Linked DNA regions of Oryctolagus cuniculus: region 1 is linked to region 2. The links are chromatin contacts, called in public Hi-C maps. All regions are on one chromosome and are shown on one strand. Each heading gives the region's core, a stretch centred on a gene start, on an enhancer-like site or on the middle of the called end of the contact. The rest is flanking DNA. Distances are from core to core; before and after follow the strand shown. Region 1 has its middle 30 kb from the start of BMAL1. Region 2 overlaps BMAL1 (basic helix-loop-helix ARNT like 1).

Region 1 (7,493 bases), core at 4,889-7,388, 52 kb after region 2:
TCCCCCACAGTGAGAGCTCTGCAGGTGGCTTTGTGGGAGCAGATCTGGAAGTGCATCTCACCCAAGGACCTACCTGAGCCACACGGGGTTGGTGGCAGAGCCAAGCCACAGAAAGGCAGGAGGAAGCAAGAGAGACAGACAAGCAGGGCAGTTTGTGACAAGCAGCCACAAGCCTCTGTAGCTGCCACTAGGGTACCACTCAAAGGGGTGGCCTCACGCCGCACTGCAGAGGGCATCTGTCCTGAGATAAAGGAGGTGCACGGGCTGTGTGTGGACAGCAAGACCAGTTCCCAGCCACCGGGGGCCCAGCAGGCTCCGGGCCTGGTGTGGGGCCCATTACGGGAAGGGTATCACACAGGGCTTCCTCCCAGCAGGCACCAACTGCCCTGTGTGGGAGCAGCCTCTGGAGGCCCCTGGGGCACAACCCTTGCCACACCCCATACCAGCTCAATGACCTTGGGCAGTTGACAGAACCACCTCACTTGTAAAATAAAGATCATAAGAGGACCTACCTCATGGGGTAGTTCTGAGTTAGCAAGCCCGAGGTGACTAATATATTTTCTGGCACGTGGAAAGCGCTCAATAAATGTTAGCGGCAGTTATCATAATCACTATTATTCCCATTTTGCAGATGAAGTCAAGCAGACTCCAAGCAGTTAACTAGTCTGCCCAGGTCACACATTTCGAGCAGCTGTTAAAGGAACAATCACATGTAAATGTTCTACTTGGCATATGCACAAAACCCAGCAGGGACAGTATTAGGCAGACTATTAAATTAGAGGCCATCCGGTTCCTCCTTTACCCAGAGTGCACATGGGCTTCTACTATTCAAAAGGACAGCACGTACTCAAGTGAAAACCATGCTCCTTGCTATGTCAGCACTCAACGTTCCCTTGAAGCCAAGATGACTAAAGCTTATCAAAGCTCATCTCCCCCAGAGGTTAAGTCCCAACTTGAACCCTGCTTCCACGGAAACCTAACCACCCACCACCACGGCCACTCATGGCCCTGTGGCATCCCTCCTCTCCCGCCTCCACCTGCCCCCCACAGCACACATCCATTTTCCCCCCACATGCTCATTCCCTGAGCGCCCATCCTCTCTCTCCTCCTCTAGCCCTTGAATGAGATGTACACTGGACAAACACATCTTGACAGCTCCCTGTGCCTGTCATTTGGGGACAGCCAGGATGACCACATCCCAAAGCGCTCAGCCTGAGTGAGTAGATGACACACTCCTAAGGACAACTCAACACCAGAGAGAATGTAGCAGAACCTAAGAGAATCAGAACCGGGTCAAGGGCCAGGGGCACTGCTGCCAGGCGTGGGAAGAGGAGCAAACATGAAATAGTATTTCCTCAAGCAGTAAGCACCCAAGCTGGCTCTTGAAAGCACAGGAGGATTTGGACACATGATGATAGGGAGGTGGGGGGTAAGAGGACTGGGTGGGTGCAGCAAAGGGATAGCCCTTCAGCTGCACTGGTCAGTCTGGGGCTCACAGCAAGCTCTGGCAGACAGGCAGGCTGAAGTGGAGAACACATGGGGCCAAGGAGCCTGGGCCAGGCAACAAGGGGCAGCAATGCCACAGCCAGCATTCCTTCAATGTCTGCTGCGTGCTGTGAGTAGAGTTCCATTTCTCTTTTCCATGTTTCCCCTCATTTAAGCCATAGCACAGCTCTGCGAGGGAGGGACTACTAGGATCCCAGTTTTGTAGAGGGAACCACAAAGACCGAGAGCAAAGCACCTCACCCACAGGCTCTGAGGCCATGTAAAGAACAGTTAGGATGTGAAGTCTGCACTCTACATCATAGAACACTGTGTGTGTGTGTGTGTGTGTGTGCACGCACGTGTGTCAGGGCAGGGGAGTGGGGTAGCAGTGAGGGGTTATAGGCTCCAGGGTGACAGAAGGGTTCAACAGGAGAGAGCTCGCAAGGAGCCTACAAACCTGACCCCACAGTCACAAATGCTGGCTACCAGCTGCCATTACCATCTATGATGGACCTGACCTGCCAGCAGCTAAAGCAGGGGGGATGGGCCAGACTCCCCTACCCCCAGTCAAGAGACCAGCGTGAACAAGCCAGGGCTCGCACACACATCTCCCTCCTCCAAGGGCTGCAGGACAATCTAGGAAGCAGCATGACCCACAGGCTGGAGGAGGATGGACTTGAAGGAGAAAAGACAGGCGAGGCAAATGCTGCAAAGGGGGCAAAGACAAGCATTTAGGACTAAGAATGGGACCCTGAGGCTTAAGACTGGAAAGGCTTTGGAGAAAACGTGAAGAAATGTGAAGAAGGGTGGTAGACAGAGAAGCTGGAGGGCAAGTAGAAAGAAGATGAGAGTGGAGGAGGCACATGCTCACAGCTCTGCGAGAGGCTGGCAGGAGAGGAGAGTCCCACACACAGACTTGGGGGTACCCGGCGCATACACATGTAGACTGCCCCGCACCCAAAGGCCCACAGCAGGTCTGAGTCTTCCTCTTCCCAGCTTCCTCTCCTAAATCAAGAGCACGGTTTTTCTGGGGGTGGTAGGGAAGGCTAGGAACAAGAAGCACACAGGATGTTCTGAGAAAGGACCCTGGCAGAGGAGGGAGGGTGGCAGCCGCCTGTGAGGACGGGCTTCCTGTGTGGAAGGCATTCTACATGCACCATCACCCTTAATCCACACCAGGACTCCATGAGGCGGACTCCGTCATTACAGCACAGAGAAGTCAAGCACTTGTCCATGGCCACACAGCCTGAACCCAAGTCCCAGACCCTTTTCGCATCAGAGTCCCAGCTCTTGCCCACAATGAGAGCCCAAGAAGAGGGAATGGCCGGGGCAGGGGAGATCCACTTGCGTTCTCTGAACCGGGAAGACCGGAGGGGACAACAGGGAAAGCAAGGGACACTGCAGTGGGAAGGAAGAGAGGCCAAAGCAGCTCAGGTCAGAGCAGGTGAGAGGAGGAGAAAGTCAGGGTGAGTGTCTCGGGCAAGTCCGAGTCACGGTGGGGAGAGCCAGGGCTGCTGAGTAGGATGCTGTGCCTGCGTCTCCGTGCCCCGTGCTGCACCGCAGCTCGAGAGGAAGTTCTACTCCCCTGCCAGTGCCTACGTTAGCTAGCACGATGCCAACCCAAATCGTTTTCTGTAATTATAACACTGCAAGGGGCAGAAATAGTTTCTGAAATGCTTTCTCCTATCACAGTGAGAGTCAATAAAGGAATCACAAATGAAAGCAAGCTCACAGACGGATGGCAAACAAATATTCAGTATTTCATGTTTACACATTCCTGTGTTTTATTAAGGTAGCCATGTCTTTCTACAGGGCTTGTCCATTTCCTAGTAAACCAAGTCCAGGGAGATCGTTGGTATGAAGGGATCGATCTGAAAGCACGGCCACTTCCCTTTCCAGCCCCAAGGCACACAAATGTCTTTTGCAAATAGCAGAGATGCTAGCCTAGTCAGCATTTTATAAATCATTTGAAATGGATCCTGTAAAACGCCATCTGTTGATCTGCTTAACTTTCCTGTGAAAATAGGGCTTTGGCTCAGGTATTCTGGAGGTTCCGGGAGATAAATACCAACCTGAATTCCAATGTATTAAACACTTAGTGACTAACACCTTTTGAGCAGAAGGAACATGTGGGCTCACCTGGTTCAACTGTCTGACTTTCCAACGGAGGCAAACAGACCCCAGAAAGGTTTAGGCACTTGTCCTAGGTGGCACAGCCATGAGCATCCAAGCCTGGGCTGGAACCAGGATGTCTACCTCCAAAATCCCAAGTCAGTGGTCTTCCACTACGCCTGCTCTTCTCTCTCCCCTTTCAAACTTTAGGGGTTGGTGGGAGGGAGAACAACGTACAAATTTATCCTTTTAAATCAATATGACTATTCTGTGGCTACCTCACAAAAACCAAAATGCCTCTAGAGCCCCAGCTTGAGATAATGCTGGCAATTTAAAACCCCATCCAGGAAATTTCCAAGCCTTCTAAACATGCTCAACAAACCGTTTTTAAAGAATTAATTGATAAACTGAACTCAGGATTAAAGCACTAATGAAAACATCAAATTTTGTATTTTTTTTTAAAAAATATTTTCGAATTCCATTGACACCAGAATCAAATTTAACAGCAGTAATTTTTTTTTAACTCTTGCTTGCAGCACAGGGAGCATGAGATTATTCAAAACTGTTCAGGAGCAGCGGTGATTATTTTAAGCTCATGATTCAACGGGCACATTAATTAAAAACTCCACCAACCCAAATTGACAGATCCTGGTATCAATGGGACCAGAAGAATTAAAATAATAGTTGTCACATAAAAATAGATTAAAGGTGGGGAGGGAAACAGCAGCAGATATCCGCAGGACAAATGACACGCAAGCTTGTGGGGCAGGAGACGCACCTAACAGGCAAGCTCGTTCGGATTTTTGAAAAACGAAGATCCTGGAAACGGGGGTACTGGCAAGAAACGCTTCTTCATAAATACCGAATCTGATTTCTAGAAGCAGTATGACAAAACTTGGCTAATGATTCCTCGCTGAGTAGCAGCAATGAAAGAAGGCAGGAGAGACCCACCAGCAAGCGCCAAACGACCACAACAGGCGACGGGGAACCAGGCAAGGGAGTGGAGGGGCGACGCGGGCCGGCCCGCACCAACTCCGTGACAGACCCCACGCGGCCCTCCCTCGCCGGCGCTCGACAGCCAGAGGCTAGGCGGCAGCCGCGCGACCCCGGGGACCACACGCCCCACCAGATCACATTAATTTCTCCCTTGAACTTCATCCTCGGAGCAAACCCGAGTTCCCTGGGAGGCCAACCCCGACGGGCGCAAGCGGGCACCTTTCGCTTCCCTGACACCTGTCAAAGCCGGAGCCCGAGCCTGCTCGCTGCGCACTCCCCTCCGCGGAGCTCCCTGGCCTTCCGCAGGCCCACGCCTGGGCACCAAGCAACACCCTCACGCCGTCCCACACCTGCTCTCGCACCCGCGGGAGATCCTCCCCGGGCCGCCCAGGACACGGACCGCACAGGCCCGAGGAAAGTTCACAGGCTGCGGTCAGTTCCAGGCTTGGCCGGGGATTCCCGGGTACAGCACCGGCCGCGGATGGCCCCAGGGACACGGCTGAAGGGGTAGGCAGGCTCGGACTCCCCAAGTCCAGTGGAGACGCCCTCCCCGCCCCCACCCAACCTCCCAGGCACCCGAAAGGGAAGTGGAGAGGGGGAGGAAGGGCAGAGGCGGCATCGTTCGTCCAATGCCCTTGGGGGCAGCTCCCAAGGATGGTCCCCTCAGGGATCCCCGGGGACCCATCCTGGGACTTGTCATCAGCCTGCCCACCGCTCCTAAAGGGCAGAGCAGTCCCTTTAAGGGGCAGCTGGCTGCCCCCTCCCCCCGCCAGGTAGCGATGCCCAAGGAGGGTAGGTGGGGACTCCCGCCGACCCGCAGCAGACACTTCGCTCTTTCCTTTAAGGGCGCCTCCCGCACCCCTGCCCGCCTCGGCCCGCGGCTCCGGCCTGAGAGGAGGATGGGGGCGGAGGAGCGCGGCGCCTTTAAGGGGCGCAGCCTCCCCGAGGCCCGGGTGGGGGCAGGGAGAGGGCACGGGCCCTTTAAGGCCGGCAGCGGGCACGTCGGGCAGGGTTCCCCGAGGCCGGGCTGCGCCCCGGGCGGTGGCGGGGCTGCCTCGCCGGCCCCCATGCTAACGGCCCGACGGCCGCCCGGGGCCGCGTCGCTAGCCGCAGCGGCCAACACTCACCGTGGCCCGCGGGAGCACCGGCGCCCGCACTCAGATCCTACGGCGGCGGCGGCAGCGGCGGCGAGTCCGGCGCGGGTAAACAGGCACCTCCGTCCCTGACCTACTTTCTGCCTTCCCTAAATGTCGCACCACTAACCTACTTTCCGACCAATCCGCTCCCCGCCGGCCCAGGCCCGGCCCCCCGCCCACCAATCGCTGTGCCCAACCCCCCTTCCCCGCCCACCAATGGAGGAGCCGCGGAGCCCGGATACCTGCCTCTTCCCGCCAGCCAATCGGAGCGCTCGAAGGGAGCCCGGGCTCAGCGGCCGCCGCTGGCCAATCGGCGCGCGACTCGGCAGCCCGCCGGCCAGTTGTGTGGCTGCTGGAGAGGCCACTGACCAATAGCGGGGCGGCGAGGGTCCGACTTACCTGCTCCTTTCGCGCCACCAATCATTCGGCGCAGAGGAGCGCACGCCCCGAGGACAGAGCCAATCCGCGCGTTCCTCCGGGTTTCCGAGCCCCTGCCCTCTGTCTCTCCCCTCAGGTCTCCCACTCGCCGTGACCACTGCGGGTCCAGACGCTGAGCTGCCCACGGCCGGTCGCTCGCTCGGGAGGTCCCTCTCCTCTTGGTCCCAGGCTAGTCCCGGCGCTCGCCCCTCCTCCTGCCGCCTCTTCACTGGGACAGCCTGACTCAGGGCTGCATCTCCTCGCTCCCCGCCTTCCAACTCCATCTAGGAAACCGATTTTAGGAACGCAGACTGCCAGACCCTCCCTAAAAATCCCTGTTTTGCCAAAGCCCAAGCGAGGGAAAGAACATTCGGCATTTTCCCGCAGGCTCTTCCACCCCAAGGGCTGCGAGCGTTCGTTCTCACTTTCTTTTCGTTGGAGCTGACCTCCAGGCGTCCCCCTGGGGCTGTCATTCTCGGGCGTGGAGCGAAGTCCTTGCATTTCCCTCCCGGAGCAGGAGCCAGCTTGGGACCACCAGCTGTGTGCCAGACGCAGCCCCAGCAGCCACAGTCGCTACTGCAAAAGGCTGTCCAGTGAGCTAGGCAGGACGAAACAAATCGTTACAGAAAATACAAACGCAATACTAAAGGGCGGGTTGGGTGCTGAGAACGGAGACTCTTACTTTCGCATCTCAAGCCACATAGCAGAGGGCTTTTAGCACAAAGAACGCCTTATCTCTCTAGATGTCAAACTTCTGGATACAAGGACAGTCTGCTTTGTTATCCATGTCCTGCTCCCCCTTTAATTCCTAATGGGGCGGGTAGGGCGCTTACCTAGCAAGGGGACGGAAAATGTGTGGATGCATGAACAAGTGGAACGAAGTCACTTCACCTAATTCTGTGGCCCAGACGAGCTCCCATGGACGCTGGAAGTCTGGCAGCATTTTTATCATTGTGAATCTGTTTTTGCATTCCCAGCTCAATCCCTTGTGGATCGAATGCAGACTGTTTTCAAGGTCAACCAACTTGACGGGTAGCTTACCGTTTTTCCTAATCTTACGCATAGATGGAATGTGTTGCTGTTTGTCTCTGCTGACGTTTCCTGAGATCACTCAAAAAGGGAACTTTAGCAAAGTGCTTGAGGAGATATTGTGGACAAGATAAAGAGCATGGGCTGCATGTTAGTATAATTAATTGGGCTAATTAACTAGTTAAGTAACCATAACCTAAAGATGCTGATAAATGTGTTCAGGTTGACTCAAAAGAATGGTAGAGGGAATCAATATTTTGGCAGCATCTACTATGTGCCTGGCACTATGCTCAGTGCTTTCCTGACACTTTCTACCTT
Region 2 (7,405 bases), core at 440-2,939:
CACTAGGGCCACCCACATGGGATCCCAGTAAAGGGCAGGGCATTCCATGGCCTGTGCCCCAGCCCTTTGCTCTCTCTGGCAGTACCATGAAATCTTAATAACCCATTTCCAGGGCTCCTGCAAAGTTGCCTGTTTCATTCATCTTCCCTGCTGCCCACCGGCCACTGCCCCTGACTTCCCTCCGACACTTTGCAAATGGGCTGTACCTTTTTCCATTAGAAAACATCACAGCATCCGCAGAGCTTTCCCCAAGTGTATCAGAGAGCAAACTGATTCTACCCTTGCTTTGGTATCCGAACACGCAGATTCCAAAATCCCCTGCTCTACACCTCCACTGCTCAACTCAGCTTTCATGGACGTATTACTTGGTCTGCTACATAAGGGCTGATTATGCGACTGTCTTAGCATTCGTCTCAAGTGCAGAAATTAGATCTACTGCATTTCATTGGCAGGGTAGGTTCGGGAAACAGCCCACCATTGCCAGGACTCTCCAATCTGGGCCTCTGCCTCCCACCTGTAGTAAGACGGAGCTCAACTACAGGGTCTCGGAAGCGCCCTCTGGCTCTACCACAGCATGAGATGGCAGGCAAAAAAAAAAAAAAAAAGAGGCACTGGATTCACATCTTCTCGTGACTTGGGGCAGGGCTCTGTGAGATATCACAATGTGGCTCCTCTGAGTGGCACAGATATGCCACGGCAATGAGCGAAAACCCTAACATGGGGATTCAGTGCTATAGGATGTATGTTTGTGAGCTAAGTATAATGGACAATGAAGAGTGATTTTATCTCCCTTTGAGAACACAAGTGCGCTCTTCTATATTTATACCTTCCATCTCCTGATTTAGACAGGGAAGAACTTTCTCTGATCAGCACTCAGTTGCCAATAACTCCACTCTACATCTAAATGAAGAATGGGAGTCATATAAGTTCACAGATTGAATGGATGGCTGATTTACAAAGCCCTTAAAACTGTGGCTGCAGGCCGACGCTGGCAACCCCATAATTAGATATGGCACGCTCTGCAATGATGTATTTTTTTACTGTTTTTTAATAACTCAGTCCTCCTTCTGGGATGAGGGGAAAAATGGAATTTGTTAAAAATAAATCGGGATTTAGTGGCTTTTCAGCCTTCTGCTGCTTGTTGCTCAAAATATTCTATAAATAAGAGAAGCTCTGCCCTATCGTGCACTGTAAACACCCACAGACACTCAGCGCCAAATTCTTCCGATTATGACCCTGCGCCTGTTGCCAAGATACTGCAAGGACCTACTTGAAAGGCGGCCATCTAGGCCATTTCCTGATTAAGCTGCCCTGTAGCGAGGAATCGAGGCCTGCTGCTTTGGCATCATATCTAGTCTCAAATAATCGCTCCGTGTTCTGGAAATTAAGCCTTTTCCTTGTGGTAGAGTTACAATTTAGAGGTGAGTGAAGAACTAACCACCTGCCCAACCAGCCACCCGCAGCCTGTGTGGATTTAAGATCCTACAGCAGCACATGCTGGATTAAATCAGACAGTGAAAGTGTGTTGACGACGGACGGCATCTGTCACGGTGCCTGCCAGGCAAATCAAGGTCACGCGAAAGCAGGTCAACTATCGCTAGGACAGGTGAGTCACATGCAGAAGGCCTGCCCTTCTGTTCACGCCTCAGCCTGGGTCCCTGTCGCCCACGGCTGAAGTAGTCACTGGAGCGTCCACGCCCCACCCGGAGAGGGCCCACGTGTTGGGCTTAGTGCTCTGCAGTTCACGTACCAGAGCGTAAGCTGGGACTGGCCCAGCCACCAGGCTCCACATGACCCCAGAGAACTGTAAGCAGGGATCCAGAGCCTGTGGCGGGCCACACTCTCACTGAGCGAGAGAGACTTGCAGTTCCTCAGAAACCGGAGTGCTCAAAGCGGCACTGGAGCAGAAAGGGCTCTGGTAGGAGACTCCTCACCATGCTTCCCAACACGAGGCCCATCATTTGGTGTGGGCTCAGTGGCTGGGGACTCACTTAGACATGCTGGCTCTCAGGGCCTTCAAGGGCCCAGGGATAGAGCACCTGCTCCCTGCCCCCAGGGGCCCAGATTATGAATGAGCAGTCCATTAGTGAGAGAATGAGCAGTCCATTAGTGAGCAAGTACTGCCCAGGAGAGAACTGATGTGTGCCACGAGGTTACATTTTTCAGACTTAGAATTGGGACACAGAGGGTGGGATTTCTTAAAAACAGTAGTCCTACAAGACAAGGGTGCTGGGGGGGGGGGGTGATGGTCATAAACCACCCGCCCAACGCCTGCCGCTGGCTCCAATTGCTTAAGATCGACATAATCTTATGCACTTGGGTCTGCTCTGCTGAGAACGTGAGCATCAGGACAGCAGAAGCTCCATCTTTATTCCGGAGCGACTTGGCAGTGACTGCCTCTTAGGAGGCACTCAGCAAATATTCACTGAACAAACAAAAGCATACCCGGCCTCTGTGACAGTGTTCTATAGACGCGTCTCCCTCTACCTTTACAGTCATGGGATGAGGTAAAACGGAGATGAACCATGACAGTGATCAAGGTTTGGAGAGGGTGCACATTTTCCCCAGAGTGGCACAGCTAGCAAGCGAAGGAGCTGGAATTCAAAGCCAGATATGGAGAGCCCTAATCCCAGTATTCTAACAAACATGTATTACTTTTATAATTCGGAGGGGGGAAGAAGAAAAATTTTAGAGGAAAAACTGCTCATCACCCAGTAGTTCTACATCAGATGATGGATTCAGTTCCTGTACTCAATAGTCAAGTCCCATCTCCAGCTAAAGAGTAGTGCACTGCAGCCATAGCAGGAGGAAAGATCCTGGGGCCTCCTTTATAGGAAGCGTCCATCCCTGTCTTTCCGTGAGCCTACAATAGCCAGGCCAGGGGTGGAATCATCGGCAATAAAAATCATTTCTCCTGTCACTGTTAGAAATAGCAGGCTTTAGTCCACGGTTCACTGGAAAGATGCCCAGTTGCAAGCAAGACAGGATGGGTAGTTAAGGTGCTTGGAACGTGCCTTCTCCCAAACCCAAGAGAGAGGGGGAACAAAGCATACTCTTTAAACCTGACATTTCAAAAATGTTTAAATTGAAAAGTCGATGGCCTCAAAGGAGGAGGTACCTTTCTCTGACGGGAGGAGAGAACTTCCACTTTGACTATGACCTTGTTGAAATAAGATCGAAGTTGGCGAACTCAAAAGGCTTCCATAGCCTTGGCAACTCATGACTGGAGCCTAGGGAGATTATGGACACCTTAAAGAAGAGTGTCAATTTGTTAAGTCAGCAACAGGAGTCACTGTGCACTTGCTCCTCATGTGGGATCTCTGTCCTTAATGTGTTGTTCAATGTGAATTAATGCTATGACTAGTACTCAAACAGTATTTTATACTTTATGTTCTGTGTGAGTGCAAAGTGATGAAATTTTTACTTAATACATACTAAATTGATCTTCTGTATATAAAGTTAATTGAAAATGAATCGATGTGAATGGAATGGGAGAGGGAGCGGGAGATGGGAGGGTTGCGGGTGGGAGGGAAGTTATGGGGGGAAAAAGCCATTGTAATCCATAAACTGTACTTTGGAAATTTATATTTACTAAATAAAAGTTAAAAAAAAAAAAAAGTAGATGGCTGGCGCCGCAGCTCAATAGGCGAATCCTCCACCTGTGGCGCCAGCACACCGGGTTCTAATCCCAGTCAGGGTGCCAGATTCTGTCCCGGTTGCCCCTCTTCCAGTCCAGCTTTCTGCTGTGGCCCAGGAGTGCAATGGAGGATGGCCCAGGTACTTGGGCCCTGCACCCGCATGGGAGATCAGGAGAAGCACCTGGCTCCTGGCTTCAGATCAGCGCAGTGTGCAGGCCGCAGCGGCCATTAGGGGGTGAACCAATGGAAAAGGAAGACCTTTTCTCTCTGTCTCTCACTGTCCACTCTGCCTATCAAAAAAAAAAAAAAATTAAAAAGTAGAGATGTACACTCATGTAAACAGAACATTGAACCCCATCAAAGCTGAGTTTATCGCCCTGTGTCACCTAAAATCACAGTAAAATTCCTATTAGTCTGATATTTGAGGCTAAAAAACTTTTCCAGTCCATCTGCGAGATGCAGGCTATGGCATGAATTTAGGCACAAATCAGCAGGTGCATCTCATCAAAATGGCCAGGCTAGATGTAGCATGAATACATTTCTCAAATACGGGAAACAACTGCTAATGATTAATGGTGTCAATAAAGCAGGTATTTCCAAATGTTATCAGGCTGTTGTGCCCAAGAACCTTCCAGTACACACAGCCAGCGGCAACATCCTAGGGTGTGGATGGGGAGGAGCCTAGTGACAAAAGAGCACACAGCCTCACCTTCTGGATCTGAAATTTCAACTGGGACCCCTGGTGGGGTGGGGAGGCGGGGAGCTTCAGGGACAATGTCTCATGAACAACACTGGACTTGTATTGGTCCCATGTTTGTTTTTCCTGGAGAGACGGTCTATAAACTTCCCCAGGTTCACTAAGTGATCTGTGACTCTTGGGAGCACCAGCTCTTCCTGCTGTCACTCCCTGATTTATTTAGACAGTCCTGCTGGCACAAACAGTTATCAGGGAAGACCTTCTGGCTTTCACAGTGATCAAGATGTTGATCAGGGAAATCATCCCAGCGCTTGCCCAGACAATCCAGCCACTGGGAACTCCTTAATGATCGAAAAGACATCATTGGCAGAAGGGAGTGAGAAACTGCTGAGTCTTAGCTTGACCCTGCTGCCCAGGTAGACACAAATGGCACATCCTGAGAAGACCAGGAGAGCAAACCAGGGACCAGAAAGTCTTGAGGCGAGATGAACTTGGGAGCAAGTAGGTGGGACAGAAGAATGAACACAGCCAGGCAGGGCTCCACCTACACACCAGCTGTGAGGCCCTGGGATGGGGATGATGATGGCGATGACAACAGGATCTGCAATGAGCCATTATTTACTGACAGCACAATGTCTAGCACATAGTAAGCAAGTACTTGTGTACTAACAAAATAACACGTTAGGTATCCTTCAAATCTCACAGCAACCCTAGGAACCCTCTCTACACAGTTTCATTTCCATTTTTCTAGAACTGGGCAAAGAAGAGTAAAGATCAAGTAGTATGCCCAGGGGCCACAGAAAGCTGGGATTCAATTCCATATCCAGTCTGCTCACAGCCCCTACTCTTAACCACTCTACTACACTGCCAGCGCCAGCTTCCTCATCTGTAGTAGAGGACAACAGGATGGCTGGGATGAGACAGAATGCATGGGGAGTACCTAGCGCAGTGCCGGCACATGAGAGGCTCTGGTGGAGCTCATTCTGATATTCCCACATCGGGACCCCAGGAGGGAGAGAAAGGGGGGACGTAAGCACGTGGCCACACGGAGGGTGCAGCACTTCACTTCACAAGCACGACTAGGGACTGTGGGATGACATAGCCTTGTTTGGGCATACAGAGGGACACCTCAGCAAGATGGAGAGGGATGGGTTTACTCAGCGAGGAAAGAATCTGGACAAAGGAAAAATTCCAGTTCAAAACAAAGTTCTCAAAAGGCAGCAGCAGACAGCACAGACATGCCTGTGCCAGGAATGTGCGCCCTTGATACCCGAGGGAGAGCGAGGGCTCCTATGCCTGCTTGCAGCAAGAGAGATACTGAATTCCTGGTTATCAGCAAACCCCACCTGGAACCTGAGCAGAGTCTAGGCTTTTTTAAAAGTTGATTTATTTATCTGAAAGGCAGAGAGACACAGATCTTCTATCCACTGGTTCACTCCTCATATGCCCCCCAACAGCCAGGACTGGACCAGGCCAAAGCCGGGCATTCAATTCAGGTCTCCCATCTGGGTGGCAGAGATCCAAGTACTTGAGCCATCACTTTCTACCTCGCCCAGGATGTGTATTAGCAGGAAGCTGCAATTGGAAGCAGAGCTAGGACTTGAACCCAGATACTTTGACCCCAAGGTGCAGTTTAACTGCTGTGCCAAACGCCTGCCCCCAGGCCTTCTTTCAAAACAGAGAATGTGTTACAGCAAGTCCGCTCTGGAGTCAAATACGAAGAAACGCAGCCACTGCTCCAAGGAAGAACCATGGACTTAACGAGGCTGGCGGTGTGCAAACACCAGCGGCCCCACGTCCTCGCTGATGACACTAACTTGAAGACAGCCCTAGCGAAAGACTGATGGGCAAGGCTGTGGGGAGCAGCGTCGCTCCTCAGAGAGCTGGTATCCCTGCGGAAAACATGCATACCAGGGCTCACGTTTGCCTGGTGAGAAAAAACAGCAGGGCGTGTTGCCAGCCTCTCCCCAGGCCAGCTCGTCCCCTCCTGCTTTTCTTATAAAGGAATCACTACACCAAGTCATCCCAATCGAAATCAAAGGTACTCAGAGGTCTCCAGGTCCTGCCATCTGGCCCCTCTTCTCCACCCCCACAGCTCTGGCACAAGGCTCAGCATCAATTTCCTGGACCATTTTAACAGCCTTTAAAGTAGTTCTGCTGCCTCCCTCCCACAGTTCAGCCCCCACACTGCCACCAGCTGGTTTTCTAAAATAAAACTGCTGACCACGTCACTCACCTCGTGAAAGATGGCTACTAGCTTTGCGCTGCCCATGGAAGAAAGCTCCAAAGTTCCAGTTCGCCCGCAGGCACGCAGGCACTCATTCACTGGTTCATGTACCTGTTAAACATTTCCTGGCCACTTGCCACCTGCCAGGCATGCTTTTAGGTCCCTGAGTGTTGAATTCAGTAAGACAAGGACCCTCATCGTGGATTTATGTTCTAGTAGGGGAAGGCAAACAGTAAACAAGAAGACAAATGCATAGCATAACACTGGGAAGTGACGAGAGCTAGTGGAGGAAAACACAGCGGGGACGAGGCCAGTCACTGTGGGAGTGGGAGGGCTGGGGGAAAATGGTGCTTTTAGACAGGTGATGGGGACCACAATTGCTGTAGGCGGGTCCAGTGAAGACACGGGGAGGAGCAATCCAGGCTGAGGCCCTGGGGCAAAAAGGAGAATAGCAAGAATGATTCGGGGCCGAAGTGGAGAAAAGCACGGAGTGCTGAGAGACGAGATCGGAGAGGCGGCGCTGGCAGGCCATGGAAAGAAGTTTAGGGTTTATTCCGAGGCTGCCAGAAAGCCACTGAGGGTGCTCAGCAGGGCTGGCACAGGCACTTACTCTTTGAAAAAGTTTGGGGGTTGGTTTTTGTATCACAGTGAGTTAAGCTGACGCTTGGGACACCCGAATCCCGTATCAGAATTGGCTGGTTTGAGACCTGCCTACTCTGCTTCCAATCTAGCTCCCTGCTAATGCCTCTGGGAGGCAGCAGATGATGGCTCAAGTGCTTTGGTCCTGCCAGCCACATGGCAGACCCGGATGGAGCTCCTGGCTTTTGGCTTCCTCCTGGCCTG

The links. Hi-C and Micro-C count contacts between places; a contact is called where the count stands out from the background.
Region 1: a Hi-C map of psoas muscle shows a contact between it and region 2, with 1.9 times the contacts expected there. The contact joins two enhancer-like sites. A contact is called at or near these places in 4 of 6 Hi-C or Micro-C datasets (ear pinna, embryonic fibroblasts, psoas muscle and 1 more).

The regions. Positions count from the first base shown.
Region 1 is chr1:52,921,398-52,928,890 of mOryCun1.1, forward strand. No RefSeq gene overlaps it. Among named protein-coding and RNA genes, the nearest start is that of BMAL1, 30 kb to the left of the region's middle. Within about 2 kb of position 6,139, at least 5 of the 8 cell types and tissues checked have an H3K27ac peak or open chromatin away from gene starts, as enhancers often do.
Region 2 is chr1:52,874,157-52,881,561 of mOryCun1.1, forward strand. All of the region lies in intron 1 of BMAL1 (basic helix-loop-helix ARNT like 1), which reads right to left. Among named protein-coding and RNA genes, the nearest start is that of BMAL1, 17 kb to the right of the region's middle. Within about 2 kb of position 1,690, at least 1 of the 8 cell types and tissues checked has an H3K27ac peak or open chromatin away from gene starts, as enhancers often do.